3 separate regions of the Sus scrofa genome follow, and all the other regions are linked to region 3. Evidence: chromatin contacts called from public HiChIP or PLAC-seq data. All regions are on one chromosome and are shown on one strand. Each heading gives the region's core, a stretch centred on a gene start, on an enhancer-like site or on the middle of the called end of the contact. The rest is flanking DNA. Distances are from core to core; before and after follow the strand shown.

What was found. HiChIP or PLAC-seq counts read pairs in DNA pulled down with a chosen protein or histone mark.
Region 1: a contact with region 3 is called in an H3K27ac HiChIP or PLAC-seq map of alveolar macrophages. The contact joins two enhancer-like sites. A contact is called at or near these places in 1 of 47 Hi-C or Micro-C datasets (brain) and 1 of 2 datasets of contacts at active chromatin or transcription factors (alveolar macrophages).
Region 2: an H3K27ac HiChIP or PLAC-seq map of alveolar macrophages shows a contact between it and region 3. The contact joins two enhancer-like sites. A contact is called at or near these places in 1 of 47 Hi-C or Micro-C datasets (fibroblasts) and 1 of 2 datasets of contacts at active chromatin or transcription factors (alveolar macrophages).

The regions. Positions count from the first base shown.
Region 1 is chr3:77,613,977-77,617,474 of Sscrofa11.1, forward strand. No RefSeq gene overlaps it. Among named protein-coding and RNA genes, the nearest start is that of PELI1, 120 kb to the right of the region's middle. Within about 2 kb of position 1,900, at least 41 of the 83 cell types and tissues checked have an H3K27ac peak or open chromatin away from gene starts, as enhancers often do. A contact at or near this core is called in alveolar macrophages, where this site is marked.
Region 2 is chr3:78,047,789-78,051,225 of Sscrofa11.1, forward strand. No RefSeq gene overlaps it. Among named protein-coding and RNA genes, the nearest start is that of UGP2, 19 kb to the left of the region's middle. Within about 2 kb of position 1,768, at least 2 of the 83 cell types and tissues checked have an H3K27ac peak or open chromatin away from gene starts, as enhancers often do. A contact at or near this core is called in alveolar macrophages, where this site is marked.
Region 3 is chr3:77,834,489-77,837,996 of Sscrofa11.1, forward strand. No RefSeq gene overlaps it. Among named protein-coding and RNA genes, the nearest start is that of VPS54, 20 kb to the right of the region's middle. Within about 2 kb of position 1,438, at least 5 of the 83 cell types and tissues checked have an H3K27ac peak or open chromatin away from gene starts, as enhancers often do. A contact at or near this core is called in alveolar macrophages, where this site is marked.

The DNA of each region.
Region 1 (3,498 bases), core at 650-3,149, 220 kb before region 3:
GTTTTTTGAAAGCCCGAGCTGCTTCTGAGTTTGTGCAGAAGGGGAAGGAAAACAAGGCAGAAGCCTAGAGTGGAGTTGGGAGATTCCCAAGGCCAGAAGGTGATGGTTCCATGCGCCCTGGAGGTTATGTTGACCCAGGCCTTCTCTCTCACAGAGTCCAGGGAAATGAGCAGGATTCCCTGAGGGGAGTGATGAACTGAGGAGGCTGCATCTGAAGCATGGTGTTCCCAGCCTCCACAAAGATCCGAGTATAGAACAACGGTTCTGATCAAAGTCATTGAATTGAAGGGGCCTTGAAAGGGGACCAGCGTGGGCTAAACATCTGAGGATCCTTGGGGATCTTCACACCACCCTAGAGGCATTAAAATCTCCATTAATGGCTGAGCTCAAATTTCCTGCCAGCCCAGTGGGCCAGAGATGTAGAATCAGATGTAAAGAAAGCAAATTAATGTGACATTGCTCAAGTCCCTGGATAATGGAATGAGATTCCTGCCTTCTCCATTAGCAGAAGAAAGATTTGTCCTATGACTTGAAAGTGTCTGAAAGACCCCAGAACCTTCCCACAAAGGGAGAACAGAGCAGCTAGGAAGGAGGTGTCCCTGGTCCTCTGGGGAACCTGATCAGCCTCTTCAAATCCACCACCAATGCTTGAAAAATAGCTCTCGCCTCCCTGGGGACCAGCAACCCCTCAGATGAAAGGTAGGATCAGTGGAGCGGGCCGTCACAGTAATCACTCTGGGGTGATTTGAGTGTTTCAGGGTATCTCTTGAGCAAAAATACCAACCTAAGCACTTAAACTTCCTCAATCATATCTTTATTCCTTCCAGTCCTGAGATTTTCAGACTTCAGTACACATATTCCTGGGAAAACATGAACCTAAGTGAGTGTATTTAGTGCTTCTCAGGTGTGTTCAGTGAAAATACCTGGATCAGACTCACCTGGGGAACTTGATAAAAACATGTATTCCTGCACCCTGCCCCAGACCTACTGAATCCGTTCACTGGGAATGAGGAAGGGGGCAGGGTATCTGCATTTTTAACAGGGGTCCAGGTCATTCTAATAATCCTCTCAATTCTGAGACCTTCTGGAGTGGAATTGGGGGAAGGGCAACAATCTGGCAATAATCATGTAGGGCAGGAGTCACTGTCCCCAGGGGTCAGACCACAAGCCTCAAGGGTCTACGTGACGCCCACATGGTGTGAAGAGTCTGTGCATATAAGCTGATGTGTATTTTCCATGGAAGAGAGGTCCTAACCCCATCAGGCCTCTCAAGCCTTGCTCTTCAAAACAGCATCCATGTCGGCATCACCCTGCAACTTGTTAGGAATGCTGACTCTCAGGCCCCACCCCAGCACTGTGGACTCAGAATTTGCATTTTAACACAATCTCTTGATGATTCTCTTGCATGTTATTGAAGTTTGACAAGCCCTCGTCTGAGGCGAGTGGGGACACTGAAAGGCTTTGTGTGTTGTAGCAGATGTTCTCTCCGGGCTCTTGCAGTCCGGGAGCCCAAGTCTGCTCCTCTGTGTGGTTCTGTGACTCAGCCAGCCCAGGCCTCCCGCCAGGCAGCCAGGACCATCCCCTGTCCCTATGCTTCAGACTCTCCATCACAAAGGCGAGGTCAGCGTGGGGCTGCCGTGTCTCCCTGGCTCGCCTGCCCAGGCAGCTGGGAGTGGTGCCCATCTGCTCCTGTGGCAGGTTCAGGCGGCTGCAGGGGCGGTCCCCCTTGGAGTGGCAGAGTTGAGAGGTGGTAAGAGAAATGAGTGCAATTGTACCCCACCCCTTTGGTTGCAGGCTGTGTGGGTGAGAGAAAGAAAGGGGATGCTAGGATGGCACCCCATAGCCCTTCCCCTGCAGGCTCCCGCTGAGTTTACTCCTTCTTAAGCTGGTCCTGGCTGCCCTCCCACTGCTCAGCACTCGCCCACACCATCCTTCCTCTTCAAAGACGCCTGCCAGAAGACTCTTACTTTGCTCCAATATGTGGTTGGCCAGGGGCCAGGGTCTGGCTGCCGACAGACTGACTAACCACTTAGCCAGCGATGGCGTCCCCCTCCAGGAGCAGCAGCTGACCTCGCCTCTCCACCCTGTGGGCATGGCATGGGCTGCCCTTGGCCATGGCCTTCAAAGACTTGGCTCCATTCTCTGTGTCACCACCTTCCTACCTGCTTGCTCCCTTCCTCTTCTTTCTTTATTCTTCTCTAATTCCTTCTGCTATTATTTCTCCCTATCCCCCTTCAATCCATTGTCGTCATGTACACATGGATATGCTTCAGTATCGCCCAGAGCTACCTCCTCCACCCCACATACCTTTCTAGCCACTGCCCTAGTTTTCTCCCTGCCAGCAGTAAAACGTCTTAGAACAATAGTCCTTATGTATTATTTCTCACTCCTCCTTTCCAGTTGTTATTTCCTCACTGCAACTTGCCTTCAGTCCACACTGCTTCACCCAAACTGCTCTTACAAAGGACCCCATGCCCACCACGATATAAATCCAGTAGTCACTTCAGTCTTTCCATCCTACTTCTCAGCAGAATTTGATACAGTGTCACTCCCTCAGTCCTTGTCTCCCCTTACATCCCAGACTGTTTTCTTCCCAGCTCCTTCTTGGCGGCTTGAGCCAGCTTCCTCTTCTATTTGACCCATAAATGTGTCATTCTGTCTGCACGCCCCTCCAGGCCCTCTTTTCTTTTTTTTTCTTTGCATTCTTTTTGTTTGTTTGGTTTTTGTTTTTAATTTAGGGCCCAAATGATTCCATTATAGAAAAGTAAAATCTTTTTTTTTTTTTTTTTTTCTAGAGCATCTTGGTGTGGGCTGAGATTCCTCCCTAAAGAACAAGCAAGCATAAATCTTAATTTCTAACCATAATAAGCACCTCTAAGGAAAAATTTTATTTGAGAGAGAGCCCAGTAAAGCACCTAATTCATAGCGATGTATACTGGGGACGGGGGTGGGGGGGGAAAGCCTCGCTGAGAAAGCTGACACCTGAAGGATGAATGGAAATTGGGCAGGTGCAAAACAAAACAAAACAAACCCCCCAAATCAGCAAAGACTAATGCTGATAACATCTACATCCCTACCTCCGACCCACACTTCTCTGTGCTCTGTTTCTTCTGTCTATTTCCATGGGTTCTAGCTCAGGTAAGTCAAACTTATTACATCCACTTCAGAAGTTTGGATTTCTTCACATGTATTTGTTTTCTTCCAGACTTCCCCTCTTTGAGTAAATGGCTTCATTTTCCACTTGTTGCTTAAGCCGAAACCTGAGAGTTCTTATTGACCCCTCACTTTACCTCACTCCTTAAATCCATCCCAGTGACAAGACCTGTTATTTCTACCACTAAAATATATTCAAGAAGCCGTCCCCTCACTCCGCTGTCACCAGCCTGGTTTGGGTCACCGTCTTCTGTCACCTGGATGACTGCAGTAGCCTCTCAACTGCTCTCCTAACCAACCACGCCCCATCCATTCTCCATGCTCCTGAACAGCCCAGGTGCCCAT
Region 2 (3,437 bases), core at 518-3,017, 210 kb after region 3:
TTTGAAGACAGTAGAATTTCAAAGTCTTAGTGAAAATTAATTCTGAACCTAGAATTCTATAGATAGACTATGCATTCAAGGATAAGGACAAATTAGGACATTTTTCACTTTTTTTGGACCCCTTATGTACCTTTTCAGAAAAAAAAAAAATGCTTAAGGAAATGATCTAGCAAAATGAAAAGAGAACTCAAGAAATATGAAAAGCCAGTAATAGGATCTACTCTAGGAATGCAATAAAAAGATATTTCAGCACACATATTTAGACCTTCAAGGTGGTCAGTAATATTAAGAACAGGAAGTTAAAAGGATCTCATAAGAGTATCTTTTTTAAAAAAAGTATATTAATTTTATGAAATAGCATTATTTAATACCTTAATGATATGATGACATATGCTTCTTCTGTCATCAACGGAGAAGAGACAATTAGAATCTTTAGTAAAGACAGAGTTGTATAACCCATTGTCCAGAGATGAAACAAACTAACATGTGACATTTTTATAAGTAATCAATGGTCATATAAGAAACTCTGTTTGACATTGATATCTGGAATGTTCTCCTTCAATAAGCATAGATTTAGTAACAAGGTTTACATTTCCCTTTTTACAAGTCTGTTTATACTACTATTGATTCAGCAATGAGTAAGATTTACAAAAATTGTAATACTGAAAAAAAACCACTTTTTAAAATAAATTCAGAGACAAAATGCAGAAGACAATTATTCTAACAAAGTAAATATTATAATTATTGACTGTGTAAAAGTAGTGGTACAGTTAATGGAAATTGGGAAATGGAGGAAAGTGAAGGCATGCAAATATATTAATCTTACATAATGGAGGAATCAAGAGACATTTCCTAAAGTATGGCTGGACACTTTCTAAAGGTAGATCAAAAAATAGAGGTTTAAGGAGTTTCTGTTGTGGCTCAGTGGGTTAGCACTCAGCATAGTGTCTGTGAGGATTCAGGTTCAATTCCTGGCCTTGCTAAGTGTGTTAAGGATCTGGCATTGGCACAAGTTGTGTCACAGATGTGGCTCAGATCCAGTGTTGCCTGTAGCTGTGGCATGGGCCTCGGCTACAGTTCCATTTGATCCCAAGCCTGGGAACTTCCATATGCTGCAGGTGCAGCCATAAAAAGAAAAAAAAAAACAAGAGGTTTAAGTATATTTAAAGCAATAAAGTAACAAATAGAACTTAATGTACTATGATTAAAAATTGCTAAAAGGAGACTAGGAAAAGAAAAGTAAAGGATAATGTAATTAAGCTAAATTCTTTTTTCTTTTCAATTAAATTTTTTTTTTTTTTAATTTTTAGGGCCTCACCTGTGGCATATGGAAATTCCCAGGCTAGGGATTGAATTGGCTGCAGCTGCTGGCCTACACCACCACCACAGCAACTCTAGATCCGAGCCACATCTGTGAACTACACAGCAGCTTGCAGCAATGCTGGATCCTTAACTCACTGTATGACGTCAAGAATCAGACCTGCATCCTCATGGATACTAGTTGAATTCTTAACCTGCTGAACCACAATGGGATCTCCCAATTAAGCTAAATTCTTATTGTTCTTTTTCAACTTTAAAAATGTCAGGAATTTTTTTTTTTAAGAACAGGAATTGAACCAAAATGTGGCAATATATGTATATTATGTTCAGTATGGAGGTAACTACCAAAAGTACTAAAAACAGTTTGATGTAGCAATCTTTAGGGCAGAGTGTTTCAAACTGTGGGAGTGAAGTCAAGTTAGTGGGTTACAATCTGTATTAAAAGAGGAAGAAAAATAAGAAAAAGAAAGTAAAATTGATGAAATTTTTTATCAACTATGTATATGTGTGTATGTGTCTAAAATGTACTTCCTACTTTGAGTTCTGGTCAAAAAAGTGCTCTAGGAAGTAGAACTAGGTTGTCAACAGTAGTTGGGCTGCATTTTTCATATTTCATTTTTCTACTCATGTTTGAATTTTTTGTATTACTCATGCATGTATAACTTTTTCATCATAATAATTTAAAATCTGTTTTTATACATAAAATACAAATTCATAAGTTTTCATAATGTGGTATATTTCCTAACAAAAGCAAATATTAGGCAATTTTATTAAGAAACAAAATTATAGGCAATCATACCATCACTTAGCAAGAAAGGAAAAGTTAATAAGTTTTAAAGATTACTTAAGGCTCAAGAGAGGAAAGGCTGGGGCAGGGCCAAGAATTTAAGACTTTAGGAGCTCAGGCAATGGATTAAGTAGGAAAGAGATAAAGCAAGGCAAATCAAAAGTTTAAATATCATTGTCACAATGTAAACCAATGATAAGGATGATCTTGAATCAACAAAAAAATTGACTTTATTGACTCTATGTAATGTTTCACCTATCAGTGAACACGGTAATTGCTTGTATTTCTGTGGAAGCTTTTAGTTTTCCTCAATTTGCCCTTACAGCAAATTTGAGACAATTTTTGAGTACCTATTTGCCCAGATCCTCCCTTTTCTAAAAGCTTCCACTCTGTTGGGGTGAGACCTCTATGGCCATGTGCACTTTGTAACCTACCACCTAGCCATACCTAATTTGACCAAGGAGAGACTACTGACCCAATCTGTACTGGTCAGAATTTCTCTCCTAGGAATTTGGAATTAGAACTGAGAAATGCCAATCATTTTGTTTTAGTCATTTAGCCCGTAGATACACAGAAAAGAATTCACCTGCCTAAAAAGGAAAGAATAAAGCATAGGGGGGAGGCCATTAACTGATTAAGTTAACAAATATTTGTTAAGTACCTACTGTTCCAGGTACTATTCTAAGTACTAGTGATACAGCAGTGAAAAAAACCAAGTCTGGGCCCTTGTGAGTATATATTCTTGGGGCAGGGTGGAAGATGATGAACAAACAAACATTTAAGAAAATCTCAGATGTAAGTAATTGGTTCTGTGATGAAAAATTAAAGGTAAGAAAAGAAAGCTTAACATTGGGATCAGGGACGGCCCCTCTGAGGAAGTAATGGAGCAGAGACTTGAACTAGTTAGAGAAGCAAGCCAGGAATACACCTGGAAGAATTGCTTTCAAAGCTGTAATTCTAGGACATGCAAAAACTTTGAGTTGGGAGCATTCTTGGGAAGTTCAAAAGACATAGTGGCAGGAAGAAAGAAAAAAAAAATAAACCTACACCTATAAATATATAAAGAAAAGTTCTTAAAAACATCCAGAGAGAAAACATAACTCAGTTATTAAATAAATGGATTAAAGATAGCCTCTGTATATTGGTCTCTATGTTATTTACTTATTCACAGCAAGTTAGGATCAAAACCTGTCAGTACCAAACTCAAATTTTTACACATCTGGTTGCTTTAAGTGCAGTGCAAATAAGCAGATTTCTAACCACCTAGATACTACCTCCTTGACAAAAAAACCCTGTAGCCATAAAAGACCCCAAACTACTGCTGCCCTTC
Region 3 (3,508 bases), core at 188-2,687:
AGGCATGGGATAAATGAAATAAAAATATAAGATGTTAGTTTTTAAGCTGTGCAACAGACAGCAGAAAGTTCATTATTCTGTTCCACTTTTGAGTATTTCAATTGTTTTATAATAAAAAAGTTAAAATGAGTAAAATTTCAATCTTAGGATAGGGAAATTTGTAAAACCCAAAAGTTGTAAATGAAAAAAAAAATGATGCCTTCAACATCCATTCCAGCCCCCTTCTTCCCTGCCTCCTATTGTAAAGGCTGTAAAGTAAATGCTGGCTTTGTGAGCCCCCAGGCAATGAGCCTGTCTATGTGACCTAATGCTGGTTTACTGAGGCGTAGGCAGAAATCAAACATTTTTAGCTACATACACAAGCAATACAAATACAAATTAAAATGAGACATCATCTATTTTTCACCTATTAGATTGGTAAAGATCAAAAAGGTTGACACCAAGTGTCAACAGTTCAAGGACAAAGTTGTTCTTCTACTCTATTGGTTCATATAAAATCTTTTGGAAGGGAAATCTGGAAGTATCTATCAAGATCTTCCTGAAAGCAAAAGCAACAATTGAGTGGTAAGAGGGGATAGGAAGGACACGAGTAGAAGAATCTATGTAGAGTCAAATTGTTTAATTAGATGACTGACTAAATGTAGAAGAAAGGGTACAAAATTACTGGGACATTAATAGAAATAGGAAAGTTAGGAATAGGCACTTGTTTGGGCACTTAAATAATAAATAATCCTATTTGAAATATGTTAGCTTTTCTGTTACTTCACAATGAAGGCAATTTTTGCAGTTGCTCTAAATCTAAAGCCTAGAATGTTAAGACATATACTCATATAGAAGATGAATAATTTCATCAAGCAGCAATCCAGAAATTTAACAGGAAACAAACTGAGAGAATGCTATTTAGCCTCAGCCATAAGCAGGACTCCTTAAAGAAAATGTATTTCAAATAATGGTTAGAAACTCCCCTCTGCCCCATCCAACTGGCAAATATTTGATAAAAATAACCTAGATTAGTGGAGAGGTAAGGAAGTTGATAATTGTCATATATGCTGGTGGCAGTAAAAGTGATAGCAACCTCTGGGAGACAACTTGATAGCATATAGCAAAAACCTTAAAAAGTAAGCCTTTAGGCCATCAACTCCAATTCTATCTGAAAAGCTTATGCAAATATTTTAAATGTAGTTTTTGTGTTTTTTTTCATCAATGTAATATAGGCACATGGTTCTTAAAAAATAAATTATTCTAAAAGACTTATGTGGGGATGCAGTTGGACCTCTGCTCCATCTCTTACCCATACTGCTCTTAAAGACTGCCACTTTCAATCTCTAGCTGTTTTATCTGTTATTTACCTCTTTGTGTTGAAGTACTTTGCTCATTCAGCTCTTTCTTGATCTAGTTTAAGACATCCTGTTATGGTGGTTGAGGATTAAGCTCTGTTACTCAACTTCTGCCCTCACTTCCCTTCCACAACTCCTCCCACTAATTTTATCATAATCTTTGAATGTCACATGGCAAGGTTTTTGGCAAAAATGCCACAAGGCAAAAATGTTCTGATTAATTCAGTAGTTAGAATTTACACAATTATGATTAGAGATAAAGACTTTTTTTCAAGCTTCATATGGCTAGCAATATTTTTTTCCAAATCTCCAAACACAAAACCATCAATCTATCAGTTCCATTTTTTTCCTCAAAACAAAACAAAACCCCTGTCCTCTTCATCTAATCAGGCTAAATACCCAGACTTTGAGGCATAATTGTTCTTCTAGGACTTCTTTCACCATCCTCTGAGTCAGCTCCCTGTTTCCTGGACTCCTTGTCATCTTTCTTGGTTGACTCTCTTAAATTGCTGAAATAGTAATTTCCTTCTAATAGCAATTTCCTTCTGAAATAGTAATTTCCCAAAGCAAATTTTTGAGATCATGAATCTCTGAAAATGTCTTTATTCTACTCTCACACTGTATTAGTGGTTACATAAAAAAATCTTAGCTAAACATAATTTCACTACAGAATGTTGAAGATAATATTCAGTTGACTTCTAGAATTGAGTAATACTAAGATGCCTAAAGTTATTGTTTCTTCTTCCTTTTGCTGCAATCATTTTTCCCCTTTTTAGAAGCCCTTATAAATTTTATTCTCAGTGCTCTACTATTTCATCATGTCATTCTTACAGGCCTTTTTTCATTTGTTAGGCTGGATGGCTGGACTATGTCAACCTGGAGACTCACCTTCTTCACATCAGATAAAGCTTTTTGGATTTTGTTTATAATTTTTTCTTCTTCATATTTGTTCTGTCCTCTCTGGAATTCTAACTAGCTGAACAATGGAATTTCTGCTTGATTTTTTTTAAGTCTCTTACATTTTTATCCTACTTTTCATCTCCTTGTCTTCTTTGTCTTCAATATTCCCTCCTGATCTGCTTTGGGGCTTTATTTCTGTGATAATATTTTTAATTTTCAAATATCTTTTTTTTTTTTCCTGTATCCATATTATCTTTGTTTCCTCCAAGTTCCTTTTGTGTTTGTTTCTTTTTTTTTTTTTTTTTTCTGTCTTTTTTGACATTTCTTGGGCTGCTCCCGTGGCATATGGAGGTTCCCAGGCTAGGGGTCTAATCGGAGCTGAGCTGCCAGCCTACGCCAGGGCCACAGCAACGCGGGATCCGAGCCGCGTCTGCAACCTACACCACAGCTCACGGCAACGCCGGATCGTTAACCCACTGAGGAAGGGCAGGGATCGAACCCGCAACCTCATGGTTCCTAGTCGGATTCCTTAACCACTGCGCCATGACGGGAACTCCTGTTTGTTTCTTATCTCTGATGTTTTGGGCTTGTCTTAATTGCCTGGTGACCCTTGGGCCTGTGTTCTTTTTTTAAGTGAGAAAAATCAAGTAAAAAATAAACTGAAGGTCCTTGCTGGAGTGAAGGGAAAAAGTCAAACAATGGGCTTTCCTTAAGGTGATCATTTAGTACAGCTGCCTTTTTATTGACCAATTATCTAATACCACTATATGAAAATATTATTTTCTGAGGCTATTTGATTTCTCCATTGAAGAAGCCTCTATTCTCCTATTGTAAGCATTTTGTGAGCAAGGTATAGAAATGGACCTGGGGTAATATTCGACTTATTACTACTTGCTGAACTTGTTCATATATTAAATGTAAATCCACACTTAAATAATAGACTGAAAGTACATACACCACTATTTAAAAAATAGTTACCTCCTGTTGTGGATTCATGGATAATTTTAATTTTATTGTTTTTGTACAAAATTAATTATGTGATTTTAAAAAATATTTAAGTAAAGGGAAGCTATCTGAGACAAACCACCCAATTTTTTACGGAAAAAAGTTTTCAACAGATATTTCGTCAAAGAGGACAGATAGCATATAAGTACACTAAAAGATGTATAACATCTTTGGTTATTAGGGAAATACAAATTAAAACCAGAATGAGATGCCACTACACACTCACTAGAATGGCTTCTACAAACAAAACTTATAATACCAGGTGC